Linked DNA regions of Ovis aries: region 1 is linked to region 2. A link is a contact called in public Hi-C data. All regions are on one chromosome and are shown on one strand. The core of a region is the stretch at or near the end of the contact, and the rest is flanking DNA. Distances in the headings are between cores, read along the strand shown.

Region 1 (6,802 bases), core at 1,952-4,451, 76 kb after region 2:
GTTGCGCTGAGCTGCTGCCCCCAAGCAAGCCCAGCGTTGCGGACCCTTCATCCACTCTGTCACAGGCCAGCAGTGCCTCCCTGACCCCTTGGGCCGCACTCTGTGCCCCCGCAGAGCCTCTGGAACCCTGCCTGGACCAGGTCGGAGCCTCAGGGAGCTCCGCCGGACTCTGTGCGCTCCCAGTCCTCTCCTCTGGCCTTCCGTCAGCCCCAGGCGCCCGGGAGCCTGGCATGCCACCGGACAGAGTTCCTCTCCCCACCTTCTCAGGGGGCTCTCCGCTGCGTGGTCCGCCCCTCTCTGGGGCCAGGCTTGTCTCACTGCCAAGAGACTGCCCCTGACTCTTGGCCAGGGCCTGCAGGGGGTGCGCACCCCCAAGTTCATGGGCCCTCTCAGAAGGCTCAATGAAGGCAGGGTCGTGTGGATGGTGTGGAACGGTGGATGTGGCTCGGGCTGCCACTGCTGTGTCCACGGTTAAGTTCACTCTGACCAGTCCCAAAGAGGGAGCTCGGGAGTTCTGAGTTCCCAACGGAGGAGAGCCCCTCTTGTCAACTTCCATAGCGGTGGGTGAGCCACAGTGGGGTCTGGCAGGGAGCGCCTTCTCCATTCTCTCCGAAGCGCTGGGACCCTGAGCCCCTGATCCTGACGGGGCCGCAGGATGGAGAAAAGGTGCCACTACTCCCTCCTTGTCCTTGGAGAGACGGACGCTGGGCGAGCCTTCTCTTCTCCCTGATTCGACCTCAGAAGTCTCCGGACATTGTTCCCCCCAGGACTTGGTCCTCCGCTCCTCGCTCTGAACTGGGACCCTTCCTGGGGGCTGACTGACGCTGCGCAAGGGGCACGGGGAAGGCGAACGAGCCCTGCCCAGACGCGGGCTGCGGGGCGACTGCGTGGCGGAGCTTTGCGCCTGGATGTGCGCCTCGAACATGCCCACTTTCTGGTTCACCTGCACGTTCTGCAGCTCACGCTGCAGAATTCGAAGCTTCCTCTTGGCCTCCTCCGGCCCAGGAGGGGAGAGGGTACCGGCGGTCACCACCTGCTGCCCTTCCCCTCTTAGACGACCGGCCCAGCTCGGGCTACCCACGCTGCTGCCGCTGCCGCTGCTGCTATTCAGCCTGCGCCGGCCACTCCGCCAGCCCAGGGGGCTCCCGGGGTCCTCCGGTGACAAAGACTCAGCTGGGGGGAAGAGGAAAGAGGAGCCACTCCCGGGGCTGAAAACGCTGCCGGGGCTCAACACGGCCCTCCCTGGCGGCGGGGGCGTCTCGTTGCTGCTGGACCGAGGGCCGCCGCCGCTCTTCACCTGGTTGGCGCTATTCATGATCACCAGGCTGTTGAGGGCATAGCAGTACATGGCCATAGTACTGGGTCCTGCGCGCTGTCCGCCGCCGCCGCTCCCGTTCCGGCTCTGCCGCCGGCGTCTCCTCCTCCCGCGGCTCTCGGCTCCCGGCTCAGCCGCGGAGGCCCGGCGGCAGCGGCTCCGCGCGCAGATGGGGCAGCATGGCCTGGGCGGCGGGCGGGGGGCAAGACAGCGGGCTCAGCCCCCGCCCAGAGGTCCATAAACAACAGCGCCGCTGTGAAGAAACAAGGAAACAAGTCAGGACCCCAGAGGGAGGGTGTGGGGGACGGCTAGGGGATTAGGACGGGCCCCCGGCCACGGAACCTCAATCTGTCCGGGATCTGGTGCCCCTAGACATCTTATTTACAGGGGCAGTGCGGCACGGCGAGGACATGAACCTGGGCACCCCCCCACCCCCTCGGTCGCCAGCGCGGTGGTGATGTGATGAGCTGTGTGTGATACGCTTGAAGGTCCCTTCCAATTTCAAACGCTAAGAGTTGTCTCCAGAGCCACGCGGGACGGGCGGGGAACGATATACAACTACTTATGTGCGGGGCGCGGCAGATTCTGAGCTTTCTGAGAGTGAGGACACCCTCTCCACCGTCTCGCGGTCGCCTCGGCTTTGCAAACACTGGCTATACCGGCTATAACGGGACAGCTTTTCGCCTCCTCCCTCCCCCCCTCCCCATCTTGGGCTTCAGGATGTCCTCGCTCCACCTTCTCTTGGCCATCAGGGACCGACTCGGAGGAAAGCTGATGTGAACCTGCTTTTCCCGGCCGCTGCCTGCGCCCGGGTCTGGGGCGACCCCTGCTTGCCTGCCGTTTACCTTCCTGACCCTGGCCTTGATGCTGTGTCCCTCGGCCTACGACGGCCTGGGCGCGCGGCAGGGCGGCAGCCTAGGCATTTTAAGCACTGGCTTTGTCGCCAGTCCCCCAAACAAGTGTGTTTTGTGAGTGTGGGCGCGTCTGCGCGCGCCCGGTGGCGAGGCGCTGCGCGTCCCCTGTACCGGAACCAATACTTGCCGCCCCCCACCCCCACCCCGCCGTCGCCCCAGTGGAGGGGCGTGTATGTGTGTTTTGTGTGTGTACGCGCGCGCGCACGCGTGGGGACAACGAGTCCGCGCTCCACACACCCCGTGTCCGAAGACGCGGCTGCCTCTGCGGGCTTCGGGACTCGCGCCCACACCGATGGGTGTGCGTTGCTGCAGCAGCGCTGGAGCCCCGGCTCTGCAAACCTCCCAGGGTCCCGCTCTAAGCCCCGAGGCCGCGCGGCCGAGGGCAGGGCTTCTCCGCATCCAGGGCACCCTCGCCCGGCGCCAAGCCGGCCGCCCGGCGGCCCGAGCCCGGGAATGCCTGCAGCGCGCCGGGGTAGGCGGCGGAGAGCCAGCGGTCCGGAAGAGCAGAAAAGACGGCGAAAACTCGCCTGTGCCTCCTCGGCATGCCGCCCTCCCCTTGCCCGTCTCCCCGGCCCACCTCTCCGCGCTTTTTCGGATCCCAGATTCCTCAGATTCGCTCCAGAACAGACAGTGAGGGGAAAGAGGGTTTGGAGGCGAAAGCCATTAAAAAGTCGCCAAGCTTACCTGCAGTTTCTTAGATTCCCGGGTCCTGTGCAGACTACATGATCCAGGGACGCAGATCTCATAGGTGAAAGATGACTTTAAAAGCTTTTTTCAAAAAGCTCAGAAACGATTTCCTCACTTCGTTTGGAAGACAAAAAAAAGGGGGAGTGGGAAAGAAGAGAAACCGGTCGGCAGGGGCGGGAGATCCGGGCAGTGGCGACGCCGGCCGGCCCTGCACGCCCTTCTGGGCCGTGGAGATACTACCCTGTCAGTGTCTGCTCCCGGCTACTTCAGTGTTTGTTCAATGTGCGATTAAAAAAAAAGTTGGGGCGGGGGAGTGGGGGATTGGGGGTGGAGGAGGGAGGAGGGAGTAAGGCGGGGGCTTGGGGGAGGAAAGCAGGAAGGAAGTTGTGAGCCTGTCTGGGGTTGAACTCAGCGGAACAAGTTTTTCTTTTCTTCTTTTTTTTTTTTTTCTATTGCTTGGCAAGACCGAGGGAGGGAAACACTTAAAAAAAAAAAAAAAAGTTTCCATTGTTAGCTAACAACAAAAAAAAAACCTTTTAACTTCTGCGGGTTAAAGATATACGATCCATTTTCCACCCCCTATATCGAGCCTCGCTGATGGCTAGCTTCATGAAACTTTCTTTTTGAAAAATGTTTTTAATAAAGTTTGAGTGTGCATTTTAAGCAGAGCAAATCATGGGGACCTTTTTAAGCATTTTAAACGGGCTAAAGCCTCACGTAAACGGTTTGTGTTCTTGTACACAAATATGCAAATTCGAAGAAGGTACTTTGTGGGCACCTCCTTGCAGAACTGCAGATGTTAAATGCATCACAGTTGTATTTTGGAAGACTGGTTGGGCTGTGAGCTGTTAATGGTTTTGCAGTGCAGTTGCGAGTTGTATAAACACGCCTTTGCAGTGCACATTTTTCTGTTATTAAATGCAGTCAGCAAATGTGACATTGGCATATTTTTTGCACTTCATTCTCAAACTTATTTTAAGAAGGATAGTCCTGGAACTAAGAAGGCCTGGGACCCCCTGCTCAGTCTCTTGCAACTGGATCACTTTCCAGAGACATTTTCCCCCACCATCAGTAAATGCTACCCAGCAGGGATATTACCCATTTAAGCTCTGGTGCTGCAAGTGTGTTTTGCATAATTCCCTAAATCCTAAACTATAGCATTTAGTGGAAAGAGGAAAAACCCAGCTGCCAGGTTCAGGAAATGTAAAATGCTAAAGCCTGAATAAGTCCTAATATTCCTATTAGTTATAATTTAGACAGAAATTTTAACTTTGCTTGTGGCAAAACTGTCTCTTGATTGTTTATGTAACAATACTGTTTAAGTGACAAAAGCAGCCTGCTGCTCCATCAGGAAAAGACTCATCTTAAATCTGAAACCAAGAGATCTTCTAGCTAAGAATTCCCAGGAATGAGACAATGTTGAGTCCTGCTTGTTTTTGATTAAATTTATTTATTTATTTATTTTTTGCTGTGCTGGGTCTTAGTGGCTATGAGTAGGCTTTCTCCAGTTGCAGTGTGCGGGCTTCTTATTGCAGTGACTTCTCTTGTTGCAGAGTGTGGTCTCTAGGGCGAGTGAGTTTCAATAATTGTGGCATAGGGGCTTAGTTGCCCAGGGCATGTAAAATCTTCCCAGACCAGGGAATGAACTTGTGTCACCTGCATTGGAAGGCAGATTCTTAACCACTAGCCCACCAGGGATGTCTGAGTCCACTTATTTTTTAATGTGCCATGTTGAGAAGACTGAGCCTGAGTCCTCTCTCATTCCCTATGTGAAGTGAAGTGAAGCGAAAGTCGCTGAGTACTGTCTGACTCTTTGCAACCCCAGGAACTATACAGTCCATGGAATTCTCCAGGCCAGAATACTGGAGTGGGTAGCCTTTTCCTTCTCCAGGTCCCATCCTCTATAGAAGTAAGAAGTAAAGTCGCTCAGTCATGTCCAATTCTTTGCGACCCCATGGACTGTGACCTACCAGGCTCCTCAGTCCATGGAATTTTCCAGGCAAGAGTACTGGAGTGGGTTGCCATTTCCTTCTCCAGGGGATCTTCCCAACCCAGGGATTGAACCCGGGTCTCCCACTTTGCAGGCAGATGCTTTACCATCTGAGCCACCAGGGGTGCCCACATCCCCTGTGGAGCTAAATAAAAAGATCCTAGAGTTTATTCAGGTGTTGACTCAGGACTTGGGCAGTTGCTAAGGCATAGAAGTCAGCCCTACCCTTGTCCCTAATTCGCTTCCCCAGTGACAAGAAACAGGAGCTGCCAGTTCTCAGAAGACCCACTCCATGGAGTTTATTCCTATCATAGGAGATGCAAACACCCATGTCAGTCAGAAGTTATGGTGGAAACAGCTGGAGGACCTAACAATGCATACAGTGAACACAGAACCTTAGCTTTCCAGCCTCTGGGAACTCTCACTGTCACCTCACACACCAGATATCACTGACCTTCCCTAGAATTGAGAAAGCCAGGCTTCCTGAGTGTTCAATGAGCCTGAAGAGTTCTTGCTTAAAATGCAGCCAGCAACTAGTTAGGTGTGGCACACTGAAGAAATTCCTGCTTTGGACTGGCAGTAGAACTAAATGATAGTGCTACCAGTCTAAAATTCTAACTGCTACTAAGAACGACAGAGATTAGGGGAAAGATGGAGCAAAACCCGTATCTGGAAGCCAGCATGGTTGGCTTGCATCTTGAAGCAGAATCTAGTAGCCTCCCTTGATTTTACATGAATAAAGAAAAAAAGTTATATAGCACTTAGTACTTACTATTATCCAGGCACTGTTTTAAGCACATTATATATATATATATATTTATACATTTCAATCCCTATAAAAATCCTATGAGATACATACTATTATTACCCTCATTTTATGTATGAAGAAATTGAAGCACAAAGTGGTAAGCAATTTGCCACATCTATTCAATATTGTACTGGAGGCGCTAGTCAGCGCAATTATATGAGAAAAAGAAGTAAAAGGCATCCAGATTTGAAAGAAAGGAGTAAAACTGTATTGACTGACAGTATGATTGCCTATGGAGACTATGGAGAAGGCAATGGCACCCCACTCCAGTACTCTTGCCTGGAAAATCCCATGGACGGGGGAGCCTGGTAGGCTGCAGTCCATGGGGTCGCTAAGAGTCGGACACGACTTAGCGACTTCTTCACTTTCACTTTTCACTTTCATGCATTAGAGAAGGAAATGGCAACACACTCCAGTGTTCTTGCCTGGTGAATCCCAGCCTGGTTCCAGCCTGGTGGGCTGCCGTCTATGGGGTTGCACAGAGTTGGACACGACTGAAGCGACTTAGCAGCAGCAGTAGCAGCATGCAGACCAGCCTATGGAGGCTACAAAGAAGCTACTAGAACTAATAAGTGAGCTTAACTTTTTAGTGTGTTCGTTGCTACGACTGTTGTAACAAAGTGCCATAGATTGAGTGGCTTAGACAATAGAAATTTATTTTCTCCTAGTTCAAGAGGCAAGACGTCTGAGATCAAAGTGTTAGTAGGCTTGGTTTCTTACAAGGCCTCTCTCCTTGGCTTTTAGGTGGCTATTTTCCCATATGCCTTCATGTGGTCTTCTCTCTGTGGGTCTGTGTTCTAATTTCCTCCTGTGATGGACTCCTTCCATCAGTCATATTGGATTAGGACCCACCTAGTTTTAACTAAATTATCTCTTTAAGGACCCTATCTCAAAATATGGTCATTCTGAGGTACTAGGAATTAAGACTTCAACATGTAAATTTGAGGGTACATAATTAAGGCATAACAACAAGATTGCTGGATACCAGTATACCATAATCAATTGAGTTTCTACATATTAGTAATGAATGGTCAGAAACCAAAACTTAAAAAATAACATTTCAAAATTTTATTTACTTTTAATTGAAA
Region 2 (6,959 bases), core at 3,217-5,716:
TGTGCAGCTCAGCCTGGCCCTCCCTGAGGGATGTCCACCTCAGTCGGTCAACTCCTAGTGGCACATTCTGGCCAAAGCCAGGAAAACCCTGAGCAGTGGCCCAGCTGTTCTCTCCTGAGCAATGGCCTTTGTCTTGTTGCAACCGGAAGCCCAGGTTCGGGGACCAGGGCAGCACCTGGTGTGGCACACAGGGGTCAGCCCTCATGGCCACTCTCCCTCCTCGACCATCACCCAGAGTCCCTGCCCGACAAGGCTGCCCAGGCCCAGCTGGCCAGGGCAGGTCCCACCGAGCACTTTCTGAACACCTGCAGGCAGGGTCAAGGCCCCACAGGCACAGGCGGCCACCCCAGACATCTGTGCGCCCTCCTTGCCCACGCAGGCTCCTCACCACCCTCTCTGATTCCCCAGGGCCATCTTCTCGTCCCACGACTGCTCCAGCCCAAGGTCCTCGCTCATGTAGGTGTTCTGCCCACAAAGCTCTCTGTCCTCCTTTCCTTGATCCACATTTGACCTGTGGCTCCAGCCGACAGTGCTAGAATCTGTGAGGTGGCCCTATCTTCTCCATAAAGCTTCTTAGACCAGCGACACACCACTCCAGGAAGCCTCCTCCTAGCAGAATAGGTTTTGAGAGCTTCGGGATTCTTTTGGGCTGTACTGTGTCTCCCATCAGAGGGTACGCTTCTGGAGAACCAGGAGTGCGTCTTCACACTGCTAGACGCCCCCCAGGCTGGACAGAGCAGAGTACCATACAACCAGCCATGTGACTGATGAGAAAAGTTCACAGACCCATCCACACGGGGAGGACTGAGGTTCTGCTACATCCCACCTCCTAGGAACTACATGCACGCATGCTAAGTCGCTTCAGTCGTGTCCAATTCTTTGCAGCCCTATGGGCTGTAGCCTGCCAGGCTCCTCTGTCCATGGGATACTCCAGGCAAGAATACCAGAGTAGGTTGCAGTGCCCTCCTCCACAGGATCTTCCTGACCCAGGGATCGAACCTGCATCTCCTGCACTGGAGGCAGATTCTTTACCACTGAGCCACTGGGGAAGTCCCGTAGGGGCTGAAACAGACCTAAACCAGCTTCTACCTCTTTACACTCACGTGCTTGAGCTTGGATCTTTCTAGAGACATCTCCAGGGGGCATACTTGTGGGGATTTCCTGTCCAATCTGCCTGGGGTTCACTACACACCACCAGGCTCCAGCACAGCCGACCCGGCCCCAGGGGCCTTTTCACATGCACTCATTAAGGTCTGGAGGATGTTCTTTCACTGTGGTTTGTGAAGAAAGCACTTCTACCAATAATTCTTTCAGATCCACCCTCCTCCCCTCTTCTTAACTTTACGGGAGCTGGCAATCAACCGGCTCACAATCTTGCCAAATCACCCTTTTGTTGCTGTTGTTACCCAGGAATGGAGGTATCCTTCACCCAAAATGGAAATGCTCTGAACACTCCCTACCAGGCAGCCCCAGCAAATGCTCCATCTCTGATTGAGAAGGTCACAGGCTTGGCTCCTCTTTCCTCCTCCCTCCTGGACTTCATCCTCTTAAGAACTAAAAATAATGGAGCGCTAGAGGAAAGAGGCAAGACAGGGGAAGCAGCTGAAAGCATAGGAAATGCTTTGGTGCGCAGGGGCCTAGCCCACCTCTCCCACCAGGAGCCTGCTGGGGCCGCAGAAGCAGAGGCTGGGGCGAGCCAACAATTGCAGGAAGCAGGGAGTGGTCAGGGGGCCGGGGAAGAGCCCTGGGGGTGGGGGTAGCAGCTTCGAGCAGCTGACTTCCTAATGGACAAAGCTCACAGGACAGAAAGGTTCAGCCTTTCCTCTGGGAAAGGGCACCCGGGGCCCTGCCTAGCTGGTGGGGGCTGCCCCGCAACACACAGGTCCCTTCCCTCCCGTCCCTCCCGTCGCCTCGTCCACCCCTCCCCAGAGATTTTATTTTTACTTTGGTTAAAATGCAAAAAACAAGGCCAAGTTGCAGAGGGTGGAAATTTACTGAGGTCTTTACTGGTCAACAGACAATTGGCACTGAAGGCTGAGCACCCCCAGTGCCCCTCCCGGAGCCACTTCCTCACAGGGACCAGTCAGGACAACCACAGCTCCAACACCCCTCCTTCAGCCCAGTCCCTCCTTCTCAGCTTCTGGGATGTAAGGTTGGGCAGGCAGTGGGGTGGAGCCAAGAGCACACATAAATACGTGGTATGTCTCTAGTGTTTAGGCTTCCCAGGTGGTTCAGTGGTAAAAGAATCCTCCTGCCAATGCGGGAGACACAGGAGATGCTAGTTCGACCCCTGGATGGAGAAGAGCCCCTGGAGGAGGAGATGGCAACCCACTCCATTCCTCTTCTCCAGAAAATCCCATGGACAGAGGAGGCTGGGGGGCTACAGTCCATATGGTTGCAAAGAGTCAGATATGACTGAGCACGCATGCAGGCATGCTCGAGTGTTTGCTACAGCTAGACACAATGCTAAGTGCTTTGTAAGTATTATGCATACATAATACAAGCATCTCAACCTGTCACCTCAGTCATTTCATTAGCCCATTTCACAGATGGGAAAACTGAGAAACAGAGATTAAGCAACTTGCCCAAGAATGCAACTTGCCCAATTACAAATGGTAAATGACAAAGCTAAGATATGAACCCAGGCAGTCTGGCTTCAGGGTCCAAGCTGTCCATCCTTCTGCTAGGTGGCCTCATTGGTCATCTGTAACATGTACCGTTATAGCCAGATAAACCCAGGTTTAGATCCTGTTATTCCTGGCTGGTGGTATTAAGCAAGTTATCAAACCTCTCTGAGCTTCAGTTTCCTCCTTATTTTTACAATGGGAATACCACCTACCCGGCAGGGTTATTTTCTGCATTAAAGTCTCTCTACGCAGTGCCTGCTACAGAAGAAGCCCTCAGTAGAGAGGAGTACTGCAAACCTCTCGTGTGTCCAGTCTGGTCTGTAAGCCTCCTGAGGGCAGAAGCCTGTCCACGGGATGAAGCACACAGAAGGGGGTTCTGCACTGGCTCAGCAGGGTCTGATCACCTCCTTCTCCACCCCAGCCCTGGCCTTCGGAGGCCACCTTTCCAAGAGGAAAGTGCAGAGGGTGAAGGCCACAGACATCAGGCAGTGGGTCCCCAGGAACAGGTCGATTCTTTCCTTACGCAGAGACTTCCTGGAAGTCCAGAACTCCCAGGAGCCCTTCTAGGACGGGTATGAGAGGCACCCTTGCCCAGCAACCACCAGCAGTTCCTCTATTCACTGCTGACCCTCCCTCTCACCACCCCAGTCTTCCCCCAGGGACCCAAGGTGTGAAAGAAGTCACTCTGCCTGTTCCCAGGCAACAGGCCCCAGGCAGCTCCGATAGGTGGCCCATGTGGAAACAGACTTCTTCACCCCACGCTTTGCTGTTGTTCAGTTGCTAAGTCGTGTTTGACTCTTTGCAACCCATGGACTAAAGCACGCCAGGCTCCCCTGTTCTTCACTATCTCCCAGAGTTTGCTCAGATTCATGTCCACTGTCAATGATGCCATCTAACCATCTCATCCTCTGTTGCCCCTTCTCTTTTTGGCGTGCTAAGTCGCTTCAGTCATGTCTGACTCTGTGTGACCCTGTGGACTGTAGCCTATCAGGCTCCTCTGTCCATGGGATTTATCCAGGCAAAAACACTGAAGTGGATTGCCATGCCCTCCTCCAGGGGATCTTCCCGATCCAGGGATCGCACCTGAGTCTCTGACGTCTGTCTTCTGCACTGGCAAGAGGGTTCTTTACCACTAGCGCCACGTGGGAAGCCCCTTCTCCTTTCTAGAAGATGACATTTAGAAGGCCAGGAATTGGAAAGGAAGTTTTCCACAAAATGTGGAAGAATGGAAAATGTCCTCTTTTCTCCCTCCAGTGCTCACAAGCACAACAGTGCTGCTTATGGAAACAAGCTTCTCCTGCGTTAGCTTCTCCCTGTATTTTCTCAAAGATGCTCTGAGACTGAAATCTTCTGGTTATAAACTTAAGAACCTGAGGATCCTACTGTATACATAGTATGACTAGAAGAGACAAGAACTCCTCACTCCTCAGCTGGATAAAAGTTTTCTTCTCTAGGGAAGAACATTCACAAATTAAACACTACTGTTCAAGTAGTTTCTGAGACCCCAGAAAGCACTTGTAAAGGTGTTGGTCAAAAGGGGATACTCTGGACTGACTCCAAAGTCAGATTTTGGGGGAACTCCCACTGAAGGCATTTCTAACAAGGAAACTTTTCAGGAAGAGCGTGAATACCACATGAGAACAAATCATGTGCAGTATCAAATATTTAGCTATATTTAGAAAATATTTCCAAGCAAGACACACGGGTGCAATTCATGTTTCTGACGGATGACACTGATTTGCCTGTGGCCGAGCGGCGCTCAGCAAATAGGAAGGCGGGCTTGCAGAGGCTCGGAACCCAACTGCAGCGGCCCTGCCCAACAGAGCTGAGGCAGAGCTCTGAGTCACCCAGCCTCCCTCTCCCGACCAGGGCTGCTCTGGGTAGAGGCCTGTCTCAGTGAGGCAGTCATGCATCTGTTCACGTGCAGACTGCTGGAGGCACAGGAAATGGGTTGCCAGAAAGACACACCAGCGAACCCCCAAGTATGAGCAAGACTTGTCAGCTATCAGAGTGCAGCTGTCCCCCGGGTCATCCTGACGTCTGTCGGTATGTGTGATTTTCATAAACAGATTGACTCATCGCCATCTCTGTCAACTGGAGCCCTGAGTGCTTACTTAGCACTTTACTGCATAGCAGGAGCCTCCCAGGGCACCTCTCATTCCCTGAGCAGCCCCCAGGGGCCAAGGGGTTCAGCCAGGCTTGGATCCCAATCAGGGGACAGACCTGGGGCTCCTACCCCAACTCCCATCCCTGGTAGCCCATGAATCCCTCACATGCCCAACTTCAGGGGGGTCTCCCACACACCCCACAACTGTTTCCTTCACTTTTCTGCTTTGGGCTACAATGCATTAACACACTGAAGTATTTAACAGCAGCTCTTGGGATAATTAAGTTACACAGGGAAGGGATCCTAACACTGCCTTGGGGATCTCCTGTGTGAAGACACGGGCAGCTGGTAACGGACAGGGAAACCTGGTGTGCTGGAGTCCGTGGGGTCCCAAAGAGTCAGGCACAACTGAGCGACTGAACGGAACTGAAAGCCAGCTTCTGCCAGTCTCTCCCAGCTTCTCCCTCAGATGCACAGAGGAGCTAACCCACAACCCAGCACCAGCACCTGCATATGGATGGTGAAAGGTTTTCTATATAAGGGACACCCCACCCTCTGCCTCAAAGCTTGAGCTACAAAAGTCCCCCTTCTTGCTGACACGGCTTAACGGAATGCTTCTGATTCCCTTAGATGTGTTTCCAGCCCCTTCCAACTAAGTCGGGGGAAGTGAAACGTTATTGAGAGATGCAAGTGGGTTGTCTGGAAAACGTATTCTCAGATGGCAGAAGCTGAGAAACAGGCTTAATGACCGAGGGTCCTTCCAGCCAGCCGGCCTGAGCCAAAGCAACCAGAGAGACCCTTGGAAGACTGGCTGCTCCAGACAGACTGGGCTTAGGTCTCGCCAAGTTCCAAGCCTCTGGGCACAGGGAAAAGGCAGGAGTTGAGAAAGCGCTTTGTCTGCCAATCCAGGCCAAGCGCAAACCTTCTTTGCATTGTCCACCTGCCGAGTGCCGGGAGCCCAGCAGCTGAGCTGGGAGCCCGGACTAGGCGTGAGAGCCTCAACACAGCTGCAGGGACTCTGTCCCAGAGAGGGGGGGCACTCTGGAGTCTCACGGTGACCCCGGCCCTGTCACAGGCTCTGCCTCCACCCCAGGTCCCTGGGGATAGCCCACATTTGGGAACTGTAACATAACTTCTAGGGAACAGAACCAGCTGGCTCATCTATCCCCCTCAATTTTTGATGCTATTATTAGGGCACATCTGTCTCTGAGTGAGGTCACCAAGGAAAAACCCAAATGGAGAAAATATTTTCAAGCCGCCGTCATTTCAATCTTTGGAAAAGGAAGCGAGGCAATAAACTGCCAGAGAACCCCAGAATTCACGGTGACCCAAGAGGAAAATGGAAAGTATTTGCCCTGGGAATGCAAGCAGATGAGCTATTTACAGGGTGCTTGGCCAGCAGGGCGTGGATGGACCGGCAGCTCCTGGGACAGTTTCCTCTTCCCCAACTTCCCAAACCCTTGGCTGGGGAAATTAGGCAGTGGAGTTCCCCCTCAGCCCCAAACCAGACCCAGAGGAAAGCCACTGAGTGGCTGGAGGACGCAGGGCCACGCTTCCAGCCAGTGGCCAGCAGACTCGCTTTCTTTGCCAACAATTTGTTTTGTTTGAAACTAGTTGCCAACATTTAAAAATCAGGACATTTCACACAAACATCCAGATTTCCAGCTTTCTTTGAAATACTGTGCTTCACATCGCGACCCCCACCCCCCGCCCCATTTGGGGTGATGACCATCTGTGGACTAGAGCTAACTCCACACCTTGAGATGGGCCTTCTGTCACCTGTCACCGGGTATTCACTGCATTACCTGCCTGGCCTCCGACAGCATTCAAGTTGAGTTTCTGGATGACAGACGAAGGGGATCATGCTCCAAGGATGCCTTAGGACCTCAACTCACTGCCATGCAACACGGTCAAGTCACTTACCCCCCTGAGTTTCTATTTCTCATCTGCAGACAGTGCACAGCACCACCCTGCCTCTCGGACTGTAGGGAGGATGATGTGGGAGGACAAGGGGAATGCTTTGAACACCACCCACCCCACAGGCAAGGTGAGACATGGCCATTTAGGTCTAAAGGATAAAATAAAACACTCGAAGAAAGGTGCCCTCTCTGATTAGATTAGTAGCCAGGGAGAGGGAGGCAAGAGGTGGCTCAGTGGTTACTTAGGGAAGCTGAAGGAGAACCCAGGATTTCTGAGCCACACAACCAGGCCCAGCCTCCTCAACC

What was found. Hi-C and Micro-C count contacts between places; a contact is called where the count stands out from the background.
Region 1: a Hi-C map of blood shows a contact between it and region 2, with 2.2 times the contacts expected there. The contact joins the promoter of ITPKB here to the enhancer-like site in region 2. A contact is called at or near these places in 3 of 16 Hi-C or Micro-C datasets (blood and skin fibroblasts).

What each region holds. Positions count from the first base shown.
Region 1 is chr12:29,023,970-29,030,771 of ARS-UI_Ramb_v3.0, forward strand. ITPKB (inositol-trisphosphate 3-kinase B) reads right to left here and starts at 3,202. Exons shown (of 8, transcript XM_015099179.3): 1 at 2,914-3,202; 2 at 1-1,568. The coding sequence starts at 1,354. It overlaps LOC132657459 (a long non-coding RNA gene), which reads right to left. Exons shown (of 3, transcript XR_009595671.1): 3 at 6,760-6,802.
Region 2 is chr12:28,946,470-28,953,428 of ARS-UI_Ramb_v3.0, forward strand. The region is part of intron 2 of ITPKB (inositol-trisphosphate 3-kinase B); the gene reads right to left. Among named protein-coding and RNA genes, the nearest start is that of ITPKB, 77 kb to the right of the region's middle. Within about 2 kb of position 4,467, at least 20 of the 54 cell types and tissues checked have an H3K27ac peak or open chromatin away from gene starts, as enhancers often do.